Linked DNA regions of Sus scrofa: region 1 is linked to region 2. The links are chromatin contacts, called in public Hi-C maps. All regions are on one chromosome and are shown on one strand. The core of a region is the stretch at or near the end of the contact, and the rest is flanking DNA. Distances in the headings are between cores, read along the strand shown. Region 1 overlaps DYRK1A (dual specificity tyrosine-phosphorylation-regulated kinase 1A). Region 2 holds the start of DSCR3 (Down syndrome critical region protein 3).

Region 1 (6,161 bases), core at 3,001-5,500, 200 kb before region 2:
GAATTCAATGAAAACAATCACTGGAACAAATAAGTAAAATCAAGAGAATATATCCAGCTATTCAAGGCTTGCCTCCACTCCCCAAATTAAACAAGAGGATTACAGACACACCCCTCGTCCAGGAGACATGCATGATGTCCATAAGGGCGTCTCCACCATACATTCCGCTGAAGGGAAAGTTTCTTCTGAATTAATTCCTAAAGCCTGACCAGGTTCGCAACAGGCAGACAAAGACTAACCTACCTTTCAGCTTCTTAAGACAGACCCCAGCGGGCACCATGAAGCGAGCAGGCCATGGGGCAGAGATGGAGCTTGGTGCTGCAGGAACGCAGCTCCCAACACCCCAGACCCTGCCCTCCGACAAGCAAGCATTTGCCTGTCAGCAAGGCTGACATCTGCACGCACTTCCTCAGTGTGACTGAATAAAACACCCCGCCCCCAAAATCCAACCTTACCCTCTCCACATTCCCTGCGCCCCCACCCGTTGAGTTACTCTCCACAGCACTGACCACCTGACATACTAGTGTACATTTACTCATTTACTGGTTTCCATTTTTTTCTCCTCCTTCTACTACAAGGAAAATTCCAATGGGTAGGGATTCTTCTGTTCAGTTATATTCCCTTTGCCTACAAAACTGCCTGGCATATAGTAGGTGTTTAATAAATATTTGTTGAAAAAACAAAGGAATCCATAATATCAATATCCTTAGTTAGGGTTACACTAGGAGCTGACCACAAAGAAGCATCCATAAGGTCCTCTGACACCTTAAAGCTAATGAAACCTTCTTTTAAAAAACTCATTTCAACTATACTTCCACCCCAATGCCAAACCACGTCTCTCTCCTATCCAATTACGCAGTGGGCATTCAACTTGGAGCTTTGTGCTAGAGGTGTGGGGCAGAAACACGATGTCCTCCAGATGCAAACACACCCAGGATTGCTGCAACTAGCACACCAATGATCCCGGACTGCTGTTCTCACCCCACTCTTCTACCATGTGCCAAGCCTCAGCAAGGGGTCCCAGCGGGGCGACGTGCAACCAACAGATCCTCGAAACCAGTTAATTACATTAAGGTCCCATTAGTCACTACCACTAGCCTTCCTTGAGTTCCTGTCTAGCCTTTACAGACACTTATACCAGCAAAATCCACTGAGTCAGAAGCCCCTGATACAGCCCCTTTCAAAGGATTCTCTGGTCAATTTAAGGGCAGAGAGACAGTAAACACACCATACTAAGGATTCACAGCAATGTCTGGAAATTAACCAAGCTAACCCACACTAACTAAAGGAAGAGATTAGGGTTATAAGGTGATAACAGAGAGAACAGAAAAGAACCACCATCCCTGGGGTATGAAAGAGTGAGCACAGCAACTATCTAGGTGTATTTTCTCTTAAACCAATACAATGTTCATTTCCTCTGCATCTGTACTCAAACTCTTAAAAAATTATCAAGATGGAAAATTCACTAAATTACTATATTAAGTTAATAATTGTTATCTTTTCCCATGACCCTCTCCTTAAGGTTCCAAATAAGGTTTCCAAATAAGGTTTAAGGGGAAAAAACCTTCAGTGATTAATTATAACTTACTTGTCTGAAAATACAGTAAGACTTCATAAGACAATCTGAATACTTTTTAAAATAGAGAATTGCTTTATTTTTCTAAATACAAAAGGAGGGGTTCGCAGAATATTTTGCTTTTATAGCAGTCCTTGGAGACTTAATTTAACGAATAAATGACAGTGGTAACAAGGATGTCAATTATAAAATGTTACGTGAATGAACGCTGTAAGCATTCAATGTAATGAAAGGGTTTACCTTAATGTATTTCTTTCTTTATTTTTTAAGGCCATGACAGTAGTTTCAAGTAGGTCATGTGGTTGGCAAGACCTTCTTGGACTACTGGAGCACAGCCTCACAGTGAGGTTTCAGGGACGGCTGAACCAGTGAAATACTTTACCACTGTAACGAGAGTTGATAGATGGTCTAACTTTGTTAGACGCAGGTGAATTACTTCAGTAGTTAATAATAAAATACTAATTGTAGCAGCAAATATTTGCCAAACACTACTTTTTTTGAGTATGCATTACTTTACTCCTTCATGTAATCTTCCCCACAATCTCATGAGAATAAGGAATGTTCCTGTCACCATTTTTCAAATCAGAAACCTGAGTGTCTGATGTAAAGTTACTTGACCGAGGTCCTAGAGCCAGTAAATAAAACAGATGATTTGACAGCTGAGGTAGTCTCATGCCTAAATACCCATGCTCTGAACCACGGCACTGGGCCAGAAGCTCCCTTGTTAATTTTAGGCGCCCATTCTCTCCTCTTGGTCAAATCATTTTTAGGCTATTTGTTGGGCACAATAATTGAGTGATGCATAATAAATACCAATATGATTGATAATGAAAATAAGACAAAAAATACCAATAAAATAAATGAATGCATTTACTAAAATTAATTACGTTTGAAACTGCGAATATGTTTAAGTTTTTAACTTATCCACTTACAATTCCACTGGTATTTCAAACACTGGAAAAAAGAACCAGTGACTACATCTTTTCAGGAATAATTCATTATGCTCACTTAAAACACCAAAATCACACAATTAAAAAAAAATCAATTTAAAATGTATAGTAGTACATACATGAAATTGAACATGAACACAATCTTGACTAACAATGTTTTTTACACTCAATACACAAATGTGTGCTACTGAGCCTGACCTGTCACTATATACTGCTAGTCTCTTCTACAACTGGCCAGACTGCCTACAAGGCCAAATTGATTAGCTAATTCTAAATACCTTACTTTTTTATATACTTCTGGCAGCAGAAATTACTATTCCAGGGGCATCTGTATATATAAGCCAGATGCATTCCACCCACAAAAAACTGGTCTTTAGGTCAGACTGTATTTCAGTGTTTCAAACAGCACCTTGTACAGAGTAGATGCTCAGAATATATAGAAAAGAACAAATCAATTTCCATAAACTAAATAACATTTTCTCCACTAACTTTGTCATTTTGTATTAGGTAAACCAAACTGTCCATTTTTCACTGTTGTGGCGCCATAAGCTCAAATCCAGAATTAGAAAACAACTTTGCCAAATACACACTCAGTCATAAATCTATACCAGGACTCAGACCAGTCCTATGCATTTGATGCTTTGTCCACTTTCAACTTCTCACAAAGTCAGAAGAATGTAAGGTGGCGAGGTCCCTTCTTCCCTTTCACAGCTGGGTGAAAAACCCAGTGTACATAGGACCCAGGAGCTCACCATGCTGTGGCAGGGAGCCAGTTCCCCTCCACGACACCCCCCAGTCCCCAGTGTCCTCACTTGCAAAAGGGAACTTGTTGAGCTATCCTCCTACTGGTTCTGGGAGCCAAGAAAAACCACACACCCCCAAATGCTCCTAATTAAGGGAACTTTCTGGGGAAAGACACAGATCTTAAAGCAAAAAACCAAACAAACAAACAAACAAAACCCAACAACAGGCAGGAGACAGTTCCCCCTGTGGCTCAACCAATTTTGAATCCAACTAGTATCCATGAGGATGTGGAGTCAACCCCTGGCCTCGAAAGCTGGGGTGTAGGTTACAGACTCGGCTTAGATCTAGCGTTGCTGTGGCTGTGGTGTAGGTTGGCAGCTGTAGCTCGGATCTGACCCCTAGCCTGGGAACCTCTGTAAGTTGCAGGAGCTAAAAACAATCTTTTATCTTTTCTTGAAAAGATTCACCATGTGCTAGGACTTTATTAAAAGACTGTTTTCTAGTTTAATAACACCGACCCTACCCATTTTATGTTTACCTCACATCACCACTCATCTCAGTGCATGAGGACCCTGACACCTCCCTTTCTTGCTCTCCTGAGAGCTATGCGTGAAGCTGGACAGAGCACATGCTTTAAGAACCGTGAAAGGTACTGGGAAAACTAGAAAAGCATTTCAAACATCCGATCATACTTTCCTACACTTACTCCAAATACATTTTATCTTTTGAAAACTGTTTTAAATTTACATGTAACACTCATACGAGAAAGATTAACTACAAGAAATAAAATGTTAAAGTTAGCTCATTTCAATTTACTTGTACATAAGACTTATTTAAAGACACTGATAGGGTGATTAAGAAGCAGCAATGGAAATCAAATAATAAAATTCCAGGAGTTTAGAGCTAGACAGTATACTTGGGAGTTCTAGTCTAAGCATAATCATACATTCCAGAACTGACAGAAGAGGCTCTGTGACCCGACTCAAGCCACACACCAAGATCATGAGTCAAGACCTGGAGTCCATGTCTTATGACTAGCAGACCCCTCTGTGTCAGCTCACAGTTTTAGTGCTTTAGACAGCAGTTTTAAGACAGCTTTTAATCTGACTAGCTTATTAGGTTCAGAAATCTTTGGAGTCTGTTAGAAATATCCGGCTGAATATTACTTCTTAAAGTCCTTTTACATTATGTGAGACTTTAAAAATATTTTACAGCTTAAAATGGAAACACTAAGTAATTTATCTCTTATTTGAAAATAAATAATCCACAAATAAGATGTTAGTTGTACCTAAAAATAGGTACCTTGCTAACTAAATTACCTCCTACAATCATATAACCATAACAAGGACCTTAAAGTTCTGGATTTTTTCCCTCGCCCTCCGTATAGACACCAGGTGTTAGAACTGATGAGCAGAAAGAAAGCAGAAAGAAGCCTGCCTGGGCCAGGCCCCCCGAGACTGCAGCTTACAGTCTTGGAGAGTCACTAACAGGAGCTCAGTCCCTTCGGTTGTAAAAGAGACTGAAAACAGGCATCCTGCCTGACAGGCTGCTTTTGAACAAGCGGGAAAATGAACCCAAATCTTTTTCTCTTAAAAATACAATGCAAACGAGTCATGTGCTATCACTACTGTTTGGACATCCAGAGCTTTCTTCCAGTACATGATTAAATGCTTTCCAATTCTGACCAACTGCTCAATTCTCAAACATACAACTTCTCAATTTACTGCATAAAACAAATTCTTAAGACCCACCATAATTTATCTTACTATTTAACTGTGAATGTTATTCATGTGCTATATACACTTTATCAATGTAAACTCCGCTCAACTATTGACAGTCTTACGAAAATACATACAAGGGTGTACGCAAATAATGCTACTTAACTGCAGCCAACAGCTCACTAAAACCACGTATTATTGAATTAGAGAAAAAACATTTCCTTTAAATAAACCAATATAGAAATACCTTGATATTTTCCAAGTTTTGGTTCATATTAAAAGACCTAAATGAACAATGACAAGCCAAATTCCTAAGTACATGGGAAAAATTGCCATTTTCAGCACTCATCACATGGCCTCAATGGGCACAGAAACTTTACCACAACTACAGCTAGTAAAAAAAATTCTCCCCGCACCAGAAATCAACAGAATGGATGCAGTTAAAGCTAGTAAACACACACACACACACACACACGCACGCACACGTGCACACGTATGTATGTGTACTGAGAGGTTTCAGCATTTATTCATTTTGTACTACCCATCTTATGGAAAACTGCTGAAATCTATAGTTTGAATGTAAGAATGATCGGCATGGTTAATTTACATTAACATTTTTTCAATTTTTTTTTTTTTTTTTTTCAAATGGCTGCACCTGAGGTATATGGAAGTTCCTAGGCGGGGGACTGAATCTGAGCAGCAAAGCCAGATTCTGTATCCCACTGCACTGGACCAGTAACCAAACCCATGCCTCCACAGCAACCCAAACTGCTGCAGTAAGATTCTTAACTCACTGTGCTACAGCAAAAACTCCTCTTTTTAATTTTAAGGAGTTTCATACTAATTTTTATAAATGCATACCAAAGTTGCCAACAGCGTAAAATCAGCTCTATGTGTCTGCTACAACGGAATTGGAATTGTTTTGCTGTAACTTATGCTTTTCCATCTAACCGTCTTTCCATAAAAATAAGCTTTGTTTCCTTTTTTTAATTAATATTCTTTCAAAATAACTTTTTGGGAGTTCCTGCTGTGGTGCAGCAGGTTAAGGATCCAGCACTGCCACAGCTGTGGCTTGGATTCCATCCCTGCCTGGGAATGTATATATGACATGAATGGGGCTATTAAAAAAGCAAAAATCTTCCCCCCCATTGCAAAATGAGAGAATGCTGTTGT
Region 2 (5,674 bases), core at 2,234-4,733:
CTCCGTAGCAATCTGAGTTGCTGCAGAGACAATGCTGGGTTTGGTTTGTTTTGTTTTGTTTTTGTCTTTTTTTTTTGCCATTTCTTGGGCCACTCCCGAGGCATATGGAGGTTCCCAGGCTAGGGGTGTAATCGGAGCTGTATCTGCCAGCCTGTGCCAGAGCCACAGCAATGCGGGATCGGAGCAGTGTCTGCAACCTACACCACAGCTCACGGCAACGCCGGATCCTTAACCCACTGAGCAAGGCCAGGCATCTAACCTGCAACCTCATGGTTCCTAGTCGGATTCGCTAACCACTGCGCCATGACAGGAACTCCAACAATGCTGGGTTTTTAACCTACTGCGCCACAGCAGGAAGTCTTGCCATGGTTTTAATATTGGGTCTTCACAGTCAGTTGATAAATGACCCCCAATTCCTTTCTTTAATATCACCTTTGACTGTGACATTGTACCCCTGCTTGATGTCCACATTTGATTGGCAGACCTCTGCTCAGTCTTTTAATTAAGATCCCGTGCCTCCTTGCTCTAACCTCAGGCTTCTGTTGTGCCCACAGACGTTGCATGGTGATTGGTAATTGCATATGTGAGCTCTGGAATCAAAATGAATGGCTGTGGAGTTCCTGTGGTGGCTCAGCAAGTTAAGAACCCGGCTACTATCCATGCAGATGCAGATTCAATCTCTGGTCTCCCGAAGTGGGTTAAAAATCCAGCATTGCTGCAAGCTGCGGTGTAAGTGTATGTCACAGATGTGGTTCAGATCTAGCATTGCAGCTCCGATTGGACCTGTAGCCTGGGAGTGTCCATATGCCACAGGTGTGGCATAAAGAGGAGAAAAAAAAAGAATGGCTGCCACTTTGTTGCTATGTGGTCTTTCGGTGCCTTTGTTTTTCCCTTTAAAAGGTGAGGACATAACTATTCTTATAGCATAAGATTATTATGGAGATGGAATAGATTAAAATATTTAAAATGCTTGAACAGTGCCTGCCTTACATTTTTAGATACATGACCTCTTACGAATCCTTTCAACTTCCCTGTAATGAAAGTATTATGAGATCATTTTAGAGATGAGGAAAACTGAGGCTCAGAGAAGCTAAGTCATGAAGCCAGAGGGACAGGATTGTTGCAGGCTGGGTTGTCAGATATGCAGGCTCCGAGATGGAGACTAATATGTCAGAAGCATATTAGGAGGTGAACAACCGGTGTGGAGGGGGTGAGGTGGAAAAGACTGAACGGTCGTGCAGTTACAAGTAAAGGCTCTCCATCCAGTGGGAACTCAGTGGTTTAAGACACATCCACAATTATTTAATCCTCTTTTTGGCGGGGAGGGGGGCTACATGTGCCACATATGGAAGTTCTCAGGCTAGGGGCTGAATCGGAGCTGTAGCTGCCGGCCTACACCACAGCCATAGCAGCTACAGCCATGAGCTGCATCTTCAACTTACACCACGGCTCATGGCAACGCTGGATCCTTAACCCGCTGAGCAAAGCCCAGGATTGAACCTGCCTCTTCATGGAAACTAGTTGAGTTCATTATTACTGAGCCACAGCGGGAACTCCCTGATGCTCCCTTTTTAAGGCAGAGCCAAATTCCCCTTCCTTCCAGTGTGGGCTGGATTTAGTGACTCTCATCTAATGAACAGAAGAAAAACGAATGTGAGGAGTCAGAGGCTAGGCCATTCAAGGCACAGCCTCCTCTCCCTGTGGGAGTGTCTGTTCTGGGAGAAGTCACCTGCCCCGCTGTGAGGACTCTCAGGCAGCCTGGGAGGGTCCCTTGAGGTCATCAGCCCCCAGCCCTGTGAAGAAGCCATCTTGGATCTTCCAGCCCCAGTCAAGCCTTCGGATGACTGTGGCCTTAACATCTTGACTCCAACTACCTAAGACCTTGAACCAGCACAACTGAGTGAAGCTGCTCCTAAGTTCTTGACCTACTTTAAACTACTATATGTTGGGATAGACACTAATACTCAGAGCTTTGGTGCTATACTTGTCCTTTAAGGTCGTCCCAAACTGGGGTGAGGGAAAGAGGCCTTTGTACCCTAAATTGACTAGGCATTAGATATGGGCAATCCTATCCAAAAGGACCATGACTTTGGGCAGTTTTCTTCAGCCTAGAACAAGTTTTGAACGGTGACTTTGCTGAGAGCTGTTGAGACCATAACACTGAGCAGCTCAGGGAACATGCCCTTTAGTCCTGGAAGAGGGTCTGGCCAGAGCATCACAGCATCCTCTAAAAGATGCTTAGTAGGGCCTCTCTTCCTGTCCCAGAAAGGGCGTGAAACTCACAGCGAAAAACAACACGGGACCCCATCTTCTATCAAAAGATGCCTACAGTTGCAGCTGGACACTAAAAGCTGATCTAGCCCTGCTTCCGTGAAATACCTTCTCAATCCTCTCCTTCTCAATCTCTAGAAGAAGGCAGGGGAAGGAACAGAAGGAGGTAGCGGGCCTTGTGGAGAACACAGTGTGAGAGCCAGAACCATGAATTGCACCTTTGCACCATCACTAAGGATCTAGGGTCCCACTCAAGCCAGGAGACTGACACTTTGACAGAGTTTGATTTTTAGTAATGAAATTGACCAGAATGTCCCAGTATCACCTAAGGTGTGGTAAGGGCTAGAAAAGATTCAAAAGGGAAGTGCTGGAGAAAAATGGACTGTTCTTCCATTTGGAATCCATCCCATAGAGACGGCTCAACAAACTGATTACAGCGATAATAGCTTGGAAATAAAGCTCTTTGCAGTGCACCAGCATTCCATATAGATTGTGTGCAACCTACACAAATGAGTGAAATACAGCACACTTGTCCTGGAAGAACAAGAAACGTTCTGTTGCAAAATAAGTATAAAGCAGGTTTGTTGAAGCAATCAAGCTTAGAATGTGGATTCTTGTAAGGTGTTTCTTTTCCTGTTTCCTGCATTGTCTACCAAGATTGGTATTTCACCGTTTTTGGTTTGTTTGTTTGTTTGTTTTTAAGAAATGATGGGTTTGATGGCGAGGGATCCACTTCTGGAATTGCAGAGCAGGCTGTGATTATTAAGTCCCTAATGAATTGTTTTAGCATTGCTGCGTTTGAGTTGCCAGGAAGCTATCCCAGACTGAGAGGGAAGCCCTGAGGCCAGAGAGGAGCTGAAAACTGAGACCTGATTATTGGGAAATATCCATGTATCAACCTTCAAAAGCTACTGTAGCTATAGCACTATCACTGTTGTCCTGTAAAATAAATTCTCAAGAGACAGGCACTCGTGATACTAACTCAGGAAATTGTGGAAAAATTCTCTTGTAACCCTACAAGTAAAGCACTTTAAAAACAAATATCGTCAACTATAAAAGACAAAAATCTTAAAAGGTAAAAGTCGAAAAAAAATAAATACCAGAATCAAAGAATTTTTAAAAAACAAAAAGCACTTCACTATATTTAGTTATCAAAACAATTAAAAATTTACTTCTTACTGGAAAAGTCCTTGTTTAAAACACCGACAAAGGATTTTATTTCAATAAACGTAGTGTGTTGCTTAGCACCGTACTGCTGCCCTGCCTGGAGGCAATCTTTCCAGAAAGCAATGTATTTCTTGTGTTTATCTAGCCACTCTTGCTGGGAATAAAAAGACGACGACGTGCGTCTCAGGTCTGACGTTTTCATTTCCAGGCACTGCCGGGACCCAGGGCCTGCCAGCGGCGCTTCCCCACAATCTGCGCACGAATATGAATATTCAACACCCCGTTCCAGGGCGCGCGCCGGGGGAGTACCCACAAGCCCCCGCGGCTCCCGCGGGGCGGTCGAGGTCACTCGCGCTCCCCAAGACCTTGGCCCCGGGCCCGGTGGTGGGGACGGGAGAGCCGTTCCTCGCTTCTTTGCCGGCTGGGAGTGCGGGGCCGCGGAAAGGGCAGGGAGGACCACCCGGCCCGGAACGGACATGAGGCCTTCGCCCTCAGTGCCCCCGGAAGAAAGCGGGGAAGTCGAAAGTCAACGAGAAAAAGGCGATCGGAAGGGAAGGCACTCTCAGTTATCACCGCCCTAAAGCCAACTCAATAGCGCAGCGACTCCTCGCGCCGCACAGCCTGACGGGAGCTTCAGCCACAGAACAGGCTGCCCCGGCGACACCTCCTCGGCACCGCCCCCCGCCGCGGGGCACGCCGGGAGAGCCGGGTTTCCCCCTCCCTCTAGGAAACGGGCGAGGAGCAGGGTATTTCCGGTGTTACGACTGTCTTACGGAAAAGGAGGGGTTAGTTCGGTCCCGCCCTCACGCCCAGCGAGGGCGGGGCGAGAAGTGACAACCCCTCGGCCTGCGCTAAGGCCCGCCCCTGCACCGGAAGGAGGAAGGCCGGGGAGGCGACGCTACGTCCGGCGCGAGGTCACGTGACGCAACTGCCGGCGGACAGGAGAAAGGGGCGGGGCTCCGGGTGGAAGGGCGTGTCGGCTCTCTATCCTCTGGTCACGCGCAGCAGGAAGTGGCGCCCGAAGCGGATTATTCGAGATGGGGACCACTCTGGACATTAAGATTAAAAGAGCAAACAAGGTGTATCACGCCGGGGTAAGTGGGGTGGACGGGCCTGCAGGTTCTGTTGTCTCCGAGGTCCGGCGCATTTCTGGGCTTTCCTGGGCCGGGCGAGGCGCGCCTCCAGGTGCATCCCGGCCAGGTGCGTCCCGGCCAGCTGCATTCCCGCCAGGTCGGTCTCGCTAGTGCGGTTGGTTGCCGTTCGAGCGGTCCACGCCGGAATTGCTTCCGCGGCTGGGAGCCGCGCAGGGCCGAGGTGCTGGCGCTAGGTCTCCAACGCTAAGCTTGCGGCCCCTTGACCGTGCAGCTCGGCTTTGGGCCCGCGGGCTAGAGCTGTTAAGTGACCACTGAGGGCGGAGGAGCTCGGAGACCAAACGCCCCGTTCCTCACTTCTAAGGGGAATGCAAAAGTCTCATAACAGGCAGAATTAATTGGAAGCAGAAATACGCAGGCCTTGGTCAGCTCTAAAAACCGTGTAAAAGTTATTCATGTCTCTGGTTTTGTTGTTTTAAGAAGGAATATCGTTTTAAAATACGAGTCAAAAAATCTTAATTATGCAATTAACAAGTTTTGCGCCACTGGCTCCCTAACCTCCTCAGGCCTCTGTTATTTGCCAAATGAGGATGCAAAGTTCCTCTTCCTCTAACTTGGGGAATCTCAGCCTTAGGAGTATCAGTCACTCCGGGAATTTAAAACTACAGTGACCCGGGTCTCACCCTTCAAGACGTGATGTGCAGGTTGAAATCCCAGCCAGGTCTCACATTCTGTGGCATAAAATTGAGAGTAGACGTTAGTCACCTGAATGCAGGGAGGTCTCAAAAGGGATGTTAACACCTTTGAGTGCAAGATAATTCAGCCTGCTATTATTCACACAGGTTCAAGTGGTCATCTCCAGATTATTCATTACAAAGGGAAAAAGCTACCTTTATAATGGAGGAATCTGATAGTTATCATCCTAACCAAGACCAACAGTGAATACCACTTTACTCACCACTATGAGACTGACAATATGTTGGGAGGGTAATAGAGGGTCCTGGCACGAAGCACAGAGAAGGACACAACTCACCTGTGTAGTGTTCCTGCCAAAAGTGCTTCACTCAGGCCATGAGGAAACAGGTGTGTTCAAATTGAGACACATTCGAGGCAGTAATTGGCCTGGATTCTTTAAATATGTCAAA

The links. Hi-C and Micro-C count contacts between places; a contact is called where the count stands out from the background.
Region 1: a contact with region 2 is called in a Hi-C map of embryonic fibroblasts, with 2.0 times the contacts expected there. The contact joins the enhancer-like site here to the promoter of DSCR3 in region 2. A contact is called at or near these places in 3 of 47 Hi-C or Micro-C datasets (alveolar macrophages, embryonic fibroblasts and mesenteric adipose tissue) and 2 of 2 datasets of contacts at active chromatin or transcription factors (alveolar macrophages and skeletal muscle).

Annotation. Positions count from the first base shown.
Region 1 is chr13:201,122,095-201,128,255 of Sscrofa11.1, reverse strand. All of the region lies in intron 3 of DYRK1A (dual specificity tyrosine-phosphorylation-regulated kinase 1A), which reads right to left. Among named protein-coding and RNA genes, the nearest start is that of DYRK1A, 120 kb to the right of the region's middle. Within about 2 kb of position 4,250, at least 7 of the 83 cell types and tissues checked have an H3K27ac peak or open chromatin away from gene starts, as enhancers often do. A contact at or near this core is called in alveolar macrophages and embryonic fibroblasts, where this site is marked.
Region 2 is chr13:200,924,813-200,930,486 of Sscrofa11.1, reverse strand. It overlaps DSCR3 (Down syndrome critical region protein 3), which reads left to right and starts at 3,483. Exons shown (of 7, transcript XM_005670333.3): 1 at 3,483-4,532. The coding sequence starts at 4,476.